3 separate regions of the Triticum aestivum genome follow, and all the other regions are linked to region 2. A link is a contact called in public Hi-C data. All regions are on one chromosome and are shown on one strand. Each heading gives the region's core, a stretch centred on a gene start, on an enhancer-like site or on the middle of the called end of the contact. The rest is flanking DNA. Distances are from core to core; before and after follow the strand shown. Region 1 has its middle 85 kb from the start of LOC123181541. Region 2 holds the start of LOC123181542 (probable E3 ubiquitin-protein ligase ATL44). Region 3 holds the start of LOC123181541 (monosaccharide-sensing protein 2).

Region 1 (2,961 bases), core at 388-2,887, 350 kb before region 2:
AATATTGATTTATTTTGACCCAAATATTTTCCGCGATCTCTATGAAAGCTCATAAAAGGCCCATCAATGTACAAGTACCTAGCCCAGATCGCTTAGCATGCACGCAAACCAAACGAAAAGGACTAAACCAAACAAGAATACCTATTCCCTTTAATAGTAGGTGTAGAAATAGATGTTTAAAATTATTATTAAAATAATTTTTTTAATTTGTTTTCGAGTATGTGTTTATTTTTTTGAATAATCTTTGAAACATAATTTCCAAATGCTATCAATATTTTTAAAGTTGCACAAACATATTTTTAATACTGCACATTTTTTTTCTTCAAAATTAGTAATTGTTTGTGGAACACATGCATTGAAAAAATATATATAAATAAAAATGAAAAAAAAATGAAAAAATGAGAGAAAAAACGGAACGGAGAAAGAAATGCACAAACTTGCTTCTAGGGTCGTTCCTTCAGGCGACGCTAGCTTCCGTCTTGCGACAAGCGTAGTCGCGCCCAGACGGACTCCCCTCCCGTTACACCTCCCATTGGCCCCCCAAGCCCAAAGAGTAGTGATCTCATGTGTCATTTGCACTTGTCCTGGAAACCCAACTGCAAAATTTGTTTGCCTAAAAAAACCTGCATTTTTTTAGAACATCTCTTTTTTAGGCAATTTTGGAGAACATCTGCAAATTAATTAAATCATCCTCTGCCTCGTGGTATGAATTTGCCATCGGCAACACATGTTGCTCTACCTTGTTTGGAAATGGACCAAGCTGTTGCATGGCCCAATGACGACCAGGGAATGTCAGAAGAAATATTGAACCCGCTCAACAACAAAATATTGAACAACTTGTCCCGTCCAGAGCACCAGAATTTCACCATCAGGACGTTTGAATCCCTGACAACATTGAATTTTGAATAATAAAAAGAGGGATGCCATTGTTCAAAAAAGAGAGAATTTCGCAGGATTGCTATGGATTGCCAAGGAGTGATTTCTTCTACCCCTTTTGTTTGAGATGGAATCTCTTCTATTCCTAAGGGCACGAGTGGGAGTTTTGCTTTGATAGTACATGATGAAATAATAGCTAAGAGCGCTGGTTTTGACATGATTAGGTTTTGCTATGAGAATAGAGGATCAAACAGAAAAGCACATAGACTTGCTCTTTGTTCGAGCAACAATGATGTCGGTCGCCGCATATGGCTGTCGACTCCGCCGGATGGCGTTTGTACCCTCACCTCTATTGACATTTGAACAAAATGGGGGTAATTCACCCACACACGAAAAACATAATTTCACATGAAACAGTTCAATTCCTATAAGGGCGAACAGAAATTCCCGTGCTTCGAACGGGAGGAGAGGTCCATATATATGTTGGCATTTCCTGACCAGCTCTCCGAGCAAGGTCGCTCTGCTTGTACAGTTGTAGCAGTACCCGAAAGCCTTCCTCTCCCTGAAGGCTGAAGCAGACACGCTGCTGCCGTGTCTCACTAAGAGAAGCCAACAAAAAACACGCGTCTCGGTCTGAAAGTGACGCTTGGCCTAACTGCACACACATACGCACCGGGATCATCGTCGACATTCTCTTCTCCGTTGCAACCCAGTTCACGGTATGCGCGGTGTCCACCTTTGCGTGCATTGAACGAAGTACTCCCACCCAGGTCGGAGTCTGAGACCGCACACTGAATGCGGGCCCGCTCTGCGGTACCTACTCATGTACTAGTAGTACCGGGCATTCCGAAGTCTCGTCAACAAAAGCTTGGAAGATATCATTAAGATAACCACTCTTAATTGCTGAGCACATGGCGCCATCACCATGGCCACTAACGCATCGATGGCAAAAGCTTCGGCCAAATCAAGTTTTCCCACGTTCATTCATTCGATCAACGTGAATCTCGGCACGGTGGACCATCCGTGCGCGCGGCAAAACCTCCACGCATCCGAGCATTAATTTCGACGCCAAGACTGCTGCAGAAAAACACGACGTTTAGGAAAGAAGAGAGCAATTCGCGCTCCATTTACACGTACTACTCGGTACGAAATCGGAGCAGGAGGCTCCGGATGGATCAGACGTCTCCGTGCCCCAGGTGGAGACAATTTGGCATCGTCCAGCGCCGAAAACAGCAAGGAAGCATGGGCTTGTTTTCAGCGGCGAAAACCTCTCGCCGGCGGCCGGCTTGTTTTCATCGGACGGCTGAGATATGCACCCGGTACTACTATGGCTCCACCGCGGCGGCCAAAGCTTGTCGTTTCAGTTGTTAAGCTTCTTCCGCACGTACTGACGTGTTATTCATCGATCGGCCGGTTTAAGTTGTTACTACTGCGTAGTGACGTGTGTTAGAAAAAGTTAGTACTTACTGACGTGGTACTGTGGTACTCGGGCCCCGGACTACGCCACGGATTGGAAGCTTCAAGGAGCAAAGAAAACGAAAAGGTGACGCTAATGTGCTTATGAAAGCAACACATGTAATAATGTAGTCTATCTGTGGTGGCTGTTAACAAGTTTGGCAGTGCGTCTCCTTTATATTGTTAGAGCATCTCTAATTGGATTGGACTAATTTAGCCATTTATATGTCCGTGGGCATATTCGGACATGTCCGCTGATAGCATGGGGCGATTCTCATTTGTGTGTCCGTGCAACAACGTTCTTTATCTTCTCCATTTGGCCATCCTCAAATCCAGACAAATTCAAGCACGTAGATCATACATACGACATACAACAAAACACATACATAGCAGTTCATACCTATTTCAAGGACATAGTAGACAACATAAGGACATAATATTGCATTCCACATTGCAGTTCATAATACTAAGCATTCTGCCTAGGCATTCTACTAGACATAGGGGGGATCTTCACTGTTTGGCCTTGGTGTCGGTACTAAAACCGGCAGACCTCGGGATAGGGGGTCCCGAGCTGTGGATCTCGGATCAATGGGTAACAGGGGGAGAAGGGGACATTATTTACCCAGGTTC
Region 2 (3,142 bases), core at 596-3,095:
TAAGTCCGTAGATCATCTAGCGACGACTACTAGCACTGGAGCGAGCTGAAGGCGCGCCGCCATCTTCGCCCATCCTTCATCGGAGCCGGGCAAACCTTGTTGTAGTAGACAGTCAGGAAGTCGTCGTGCTAAGGCCCCATAGGACCAGCGCACCAGAACAGCATCCGCCGCCGATGAAGAGAAGCGTAGATCAGAAGGATCGAACCTGTAGATACACGAACATAGACGAACGAAGACAAGATTCACGTGGATCCACCGAAGACAAAGGTCGGCTGAATCCCGCAAGATCCGTCAGAGACAAATCTCCACACGCTCTCCGACGATGCTAGAAACATCACCGGGATGGGGACAAGGCGGGAAGAACCTTATTCTATCTGCAAAGAGTCGCCACCGCCTCGACTCTCTAAACAGTACACAAACCCTAACAAAACTCAAAAAAGTATGAAAAAATGAAGCCCTCCTGCCGGCAAGGGCCGGGATCCACCACACCTTCATGGCCCTAAGACCACAGAAGACGAGGCACGAGAAACCCTAGCCAAAGAGTACCAAAGATTTTTTAAAGACAACTTCCACCTATTTCTCCACACCAAACAGATCTTCAGACACGAGCTGCATATTTTTGCCGGATCCACATTTAAAATGTTTTTTCTTTGCCTCTTTTGAGCAAGCTATATGCAGTACAAATAGTATATTTTTATACGAGACCACGCACGCTCTTTACAAATCTGATGTCATGTTCCCCACGTCCACACGTACTGGAGCAGTAGCGCAAGTGCAAGGCGAAAAAGGTTGCAGAAAAGAGTCACATTCACATCACAGCTCTAATTATTCTCCTTTCCATTTCTTGAGAAGAAAAACTTCACTGCGGTAGTACTGCAGCGTGGGCCACCAGCAGAAAGGAGCAGCTCAACTACCCACACCGACCTGGACCCACCCGCCAGGGGACATGACGCCTCTTCTACTGCTACTACGGCAAGAATCCCCCACGGCCGCCGCCGCGGCTGCCGCCGGCCGACGACGACGAGGCGATGACCGCCTCCAGGATGGTCTCCTCGCACTTGCGGCACCGCTTGGGCGGCGCGGGGTCGTCGAGGACGATGGGGCGGCGGCAGGACGGGCAGGAGGAGTTGGAGCGCAGCCAGGTGTCGACGCACTCGACGTGGAACCCGTGGCCGCACTGCGGCATCACGCGCACCTCCTCCCGCTCGCCGAACTCCGTCAGGCAGATGGCGCACTCCGCCAGGATCCCGTCCTGCCCCTCCTCCTCCTCGCCCCCCGCCACGGCGCCCCTCGCCGCCGCCGCCGCGGCCACCGCGTCCGCGTACGCCAGCTTCGGCAGCGCCTTGAGCGCCTTCTTCTTGAGCCCCTTGCTGGTGGTCGTCACGCTGCCCCCCGACGCGCCTGTCGTCGTAGTAGTTGTAGTACCATGGTTATGCCCGCCGCCGCCCCCGCCGAAGGCCGCCAGGGCGTGGGCCGGGCTGCCGGACGGCGAGGATTGGTTGGCGTGGGCGTTGGCGTTGCGGCGGGAGCGCGCGCACCGCGCGACCGCGGCGAGGCCGACTACGCAGATGAGCGCGCAGAGCAGGGCGGCGAGGATGACGACGACATCCGAGCTGACGCCGGCGGGCGGATCGGCCGGGGGGATGCCGGGGATGCGGCTGGGGTCGCCGCTCTGGAGGAGACGCCTCGACGGATACGGCGATGGCCGGAGCATCGCCCACGTTCGCCCAGCGCCGGTAGTTGGAGGGGCCTTTTCCGCAAAATTAAAGTTGTGGCGAGACGCGAGAGAAGCGAAAGGGGGGTGGTGGTGTTGGCAGGTTGCGATTGTTAATGGCGGGCGGGTAAGCGTCGTAGCGAAGCTCCCGTGCCGATTTCCCGCGGGTTGGGCGGGGCGGAACCAGCTGGAAAATCCCAAAAGGCCCACGTGGACGCGCCAAGATAATTAGAGATTAAGATTTTGCATTTTATTTTTGGGAGAGATTAAGATTTATTTTGGGTGCAGATTCAGAAACATTTCCTCCGGAGCTTTATAAAAGAAAAGAAAACGCCTTCGCTGTGGATGGAGTGGGGTAGGGTAGATGGATGATGCGTGTTCATTCTGCAATGAAACGGAACCGGGGAGGCGATCCCTGATCCTCCAAAGAAAGAAGTTTCGCTGTAGTCGGACGCGACATTCCGCGTCGTGCAGACGCCGGCCAGTTTCCACTCACCGGCAGGTCAACGACGAGGCCAAACCAGCTCCACGATCAAGCGGAAAAACGATCCCAATCATGAGCAGTGGATGCCCAACTGCCAATAGTTGAGGCCCTATAGCTATAGCCTGGCAGTCTCGAACAGCGAGCGGCATTGCCATGCTCCCACATGGGGCAGGTCCGTCCGACGATTTTTTTTTTTGAAAAAGACCACCTGCCCAACGAAATTATCAAAAAAGACCCCCTCTAGATGATATTGGCAAAAAAGACCCCTGGGCCGTGGCGGCAGGCGCATCAGCTGACACGTGGCACCTGCCGCCACGGTGCAAGGCGGCAGCCCCTGCCACCAGCTGGCCAGACGGCAGGCTGCCCATAACAGCCAGTGGTGAATCGCTACGAAACGGAGGCCGGTGTTGGGCCCTGCCGCCTCGTCCGGTGGCGGCAGGACTGTTGCTGCAGCAAGACCCGATGCATGCATGTGCTAGTACGTCGTGGCAGTTAGCTTGTTACCCCTCAAAAAGAAAAGTTAACTAACCGATCAACTTGTGTACGCACAATATGAGCCTGTGTATTTCTCTTCTTTTATGGAATGAACCTTTGTATTTCTAAAACACGTGCGTGTATAAAATCATTGAAGATCCAAAATAAGCTATGTGAACGGAATCAATACAACAAAAACTCATTGAACACTCATGAAACATCGCTTCTACATTTCCCGACAGCAAAAAAAACAATAATTGAGAATTGCTCCCACAACAACATTAGAAGGGATGGCTCCGCGGCGACCCGTCGTCGATAAGTGCCGCCGCCGCTAACCACCACGACGCCTAAGCCCAAGCCGGCCCAGCGGTACTTGTGGACCGGCCAGCTGCGGGAGTGGGTCAGCACTCCCCTCCCCCCCCCCCCCCCGGGTTTGGCTAGGTGCCACGCCGACGCAGGAGGTCATGTAT
Region 3 (3,019 bases), core at 414-2,913, 260 kb before region 2:
CTAAATGCGAATCAACAACTTCTGTTCTGGTAACAAATTTTATTGCTAGTAGCAGCACACCTGCATATCTAGTCAAGGTAGAATTATGAAGACTTTGAAGTAAAAAGGCGGAACTAGATCTAGAACCACTATGAAGAGAACCAACCAGAGTTTGAGGTGGCTAATTCCTAGTCCACTCGTGATCAAACTCCAAAGTTGACACTCAGTGTGTTTTATTAAGACGAATTACATTCATTTGACAAGCGACATGGCATTCTTGTTGATACAGAAATGCATATGTTAATTTCCTCGAGTTTGAAACCCCTACTATTTGTTCTTCATTAGATTACATTCCAAAAACATATAGTCATGCCATTGTTGCTTTGTCATCGAAGTGCACTTGAACATGCTTCATGCCATTGCACTAAAAATGACTCGAATCTTGATTCAGCTTCACTGCCAAAGTTGATTCCAAGTAACTGTTTGTTTGAGCACCTAATTTTTCCTAGAAGAATATGTTGCCTAAAGATGAAACAAACAAGGCATAAGTAATATGAATTGAAATTTTATTTCAAGCCCAGGTTTCATGACACATACATAATCCTTTGGCGCCATTCAAATCCATGTGCCTCCCTGGTACATATGCCCACATAATGTTGTAATACAATCTCGTAGTGTGGCCAACAGAATACATATCGAACATCTGATGTAGAATATGTGAGTCTATCGTGGGCCGATCGATCGTGATGCCTTGTCCCACGAAAACCAACTAGCCTGGCTGTATGCGTCCGCGCACACACTACGACATGACATGGTTGGCGTCCTCCCCTGATGATGGTGGTGGATGTCATGTCTATTCATCTGCCGCCGCAAACCTTTTCCGTCCCTCTTCCACCACTCACATCGTGATCACAATCACCCCACCTCCCCGAAGTAGATCTAACTGTAAAATCTAAAATGTAGAAGTAACTGTAAATGAAGGACGCAAGAAGTGAGGCAATCAAACCCGATCAATGTCTACTTTTTCGGCTATCGCCCGGTTCCGCTACACCAAAACAAATTCGGGTCTATTCAAAACACATGTTGAAAACTTTGCCAAAACTTTGTTCATAAACCTCCTCTCAAGCTTGGAACCCAGGTAAAAACTTTCTTTTTTGAAAAATGCAGGTAAAAACCTGAGGGGAACCTCCTTATTCATCTTGGAACCTACAACGTACGTACTACAAAAGATATTCTACAACCACTCGAACCCCCATCATGCAAAGCGAGACACGATTCAAAACACAGAACATGGGAGTCTGGAATTCCGTATAGTACCCTGTTGCAAGCTGGTACACTACTACAGCCCCTTGGGATCTAGCAGGGCCATCAGTTTTGGAGTGAGCATGTGACAGCGCACCACGGATCCTCTCTAAACAAATCAATTAATAGCACAAGTACAAAATGGCTGGTTGTCCTACACGAGACGGGAGAGAGAAGGTTGGATCCGGGCTCGCCCACCCCATTCAATAATTCCCATATGCGGTCCTGCCCCTCCGCCAGGCCCGCGACTGGCCCACCCGTCAACGGACGCTCCACGCGCGCGCCCGCCAGCACCGCCGGCTGACGCGTGGCCCCGTCCGTACCGGGACCCCACGAGGCAGCGTCGCGGCGGCCTTCTCCGCAGCGGCGCGCGGAGGAATATCGTAGTAGAGAAATCGGAGGCTGCCTCGCAGGCCACCAGATGATAGTAGTCGACAGAGTCCCCACCCCACACTCACGCACACTCCTCATCTCGCCCGGGGCGAAATCGACGCCACAGCGGGAGGGAAAAAGCTTCCGGGGTTGGCAGGGATTCCGCCTCTTATACGCCTGCCCGCCTCGCCAGATTCCTCACAGCTTCCCTGCCCCGAGCGGAGATCCTGAATTCCGGAGGCCGTCGTCGGGTAAGCTCTGCCCCCTGCTTGCTTTGTGTGTGCGTGGTGCAGAGGCGGCCGTGGCCGGCTGCGGCAGCTTCGGTCGAATCTGATTTGTTCTTGGGTGTTGTTGTCGTCGTTCTTGTTTGTTATGTCTCACGAGGTTTGCCGTGCTGACGGGTGCCGTTGTTGTTGGTGGTGATTGTGCCGTGCAGGGGTAAGATTCGGCGGCCATGTCGGGCGCCGTGCTGGTCGCCATAGCGGCGTCCATCGGGAACCTGCTGCAGGGGTGGGATAATGCGACCATTGCAGGTAATTCGTTCGTTCGTGCTTCCGGAAAAACAGCTGGTCTTTCGACGCCGTTGGGATACTCTTTATGCTGTTGCGCTTCCCAGGGGCCCGTGTTGTTAGGTAGAGGCAGCAATTATTGGGAATCTTGCCGGCTCCGATCATGACGGATTTGGTGGAGCTGCATCTAGTAGTAGTGCTAGTAAAAACAAATATTTTTTCTTGTTCTACATATACAATCTTTAAAAACCGATCAAGCAGCTGAAACGAAATCCTACCAAGATTTCCGACTTCTCTGAACGGATCCGTCTCATGCGCGATCTGCGCATCTGAACCATGATAATTCTGTCTGTGTCGACATGTTCTGAATTCTGAACCGATGCAGATGCTTTGACTTCACGCTGACCATGTTGACTTGCTGCTGTGATCTCCAGGTGCCGTCCTGTACATAAAGAAGGAGTTCAGCTTGGAGACCCAGCCCTTGATCGAGGGCCTCATCGTGGCCATGTCGCTCATCGGGGCGACGGTTATCACCACGTTCTCGGGGGCGGTGGCTGATGCTGTTGGCAGGCGGCCCCTGCTGATCGCCTCGTCTGTCCTCTACTTTGTCAGTGGCCTGGTGATGCTCTGGGCGCCCAACGTCTATGTGTTGCTCTTGGCCAGGCTCATCGACGGGTTCGGTATCGGTTTGGCTGTCACCCTTGTCCCTCTTTACATTTCGGAGACCGCCCCGACTGACATTAGAGGGCTGCTGAACACGCTGCCGCAGTTCAGTGGGTCAGGAGGGATGTTCCTTTCTTACTGCATGGTGTTCACCATGTCGCTCATGCCGCAGCCTGACTGGAGAATCATGCTTG

What was found. Hi-C and Micro-C count contacts between places; a contact is called where the count stands out from the background.
Region 1: a Hi-C map of leaf shows a contact between it and region 2, with 3 times the contacts expected there. The contact joins the enhancer-like site here to the promoter of LOC123181542 in region 2. A contact is called at or near these places in 2 of 5 Hi-C or Micro-C datasets (both in leaf).
Region 3: a Hi-C map of leaf shows a contact between it and region 2, with 3 times the contacts expected there. The contact joins the promoter of LOC123181541 here to the promoter of LOC123181542 in region 2. A contact is called at or near these places in 2 of 5 Hi-C or Micro-C datasets (both in leaf) and 1 of 1 datasets of contacts at active chromatin or transcription factors (leaf).

Annotation. Positions count from the first base shown.
Region 1 is chr1D:292,987,499-292,990,459 of IWGSC CS RefSeq v2.1, forward strand. No RefSeq gene overlaps it. Among protein-coding and RNA genes, the nearest start is that of LOC123181541, 85 kb to the right of the region's middle. Within about 2 kb of position 1,638, at least 4 of the 8 cell types and tissues checked have an H3K27ac peak or open chromatin away from gene starts, as enhancers often do. A contact at or near this core is called in leaf, where this site is marked.
Region 2 is chr1D:293,334,107-293,337,248 of IWGSC CS RefSeq v2.1, forward strand. LOC123181542 (probable E3 ubiquitin-protein ligase ATL44) reads right to left here and starts at 1,846. Exons shown (of 1, transcript XM_044593824.1): 1 at 774-1,846. The coding sequence starts at 1,714. The coding sequence ends at 968.
Region 3 is chr1D:293,072,705-293,075,723 of IWGSC CS RefSeq v2.1, forward strand. It overlaps LOC123181541 (monosaccharide-sensing protein 2), which reads left to right and starts at 1,664. Exons shown (of 6, transcript XM_044593822.1): 1 at 1,664-1,904; 2 at 2,090-2,186; 3 at 2,597-3,019. The coding sequence starts at 2,108.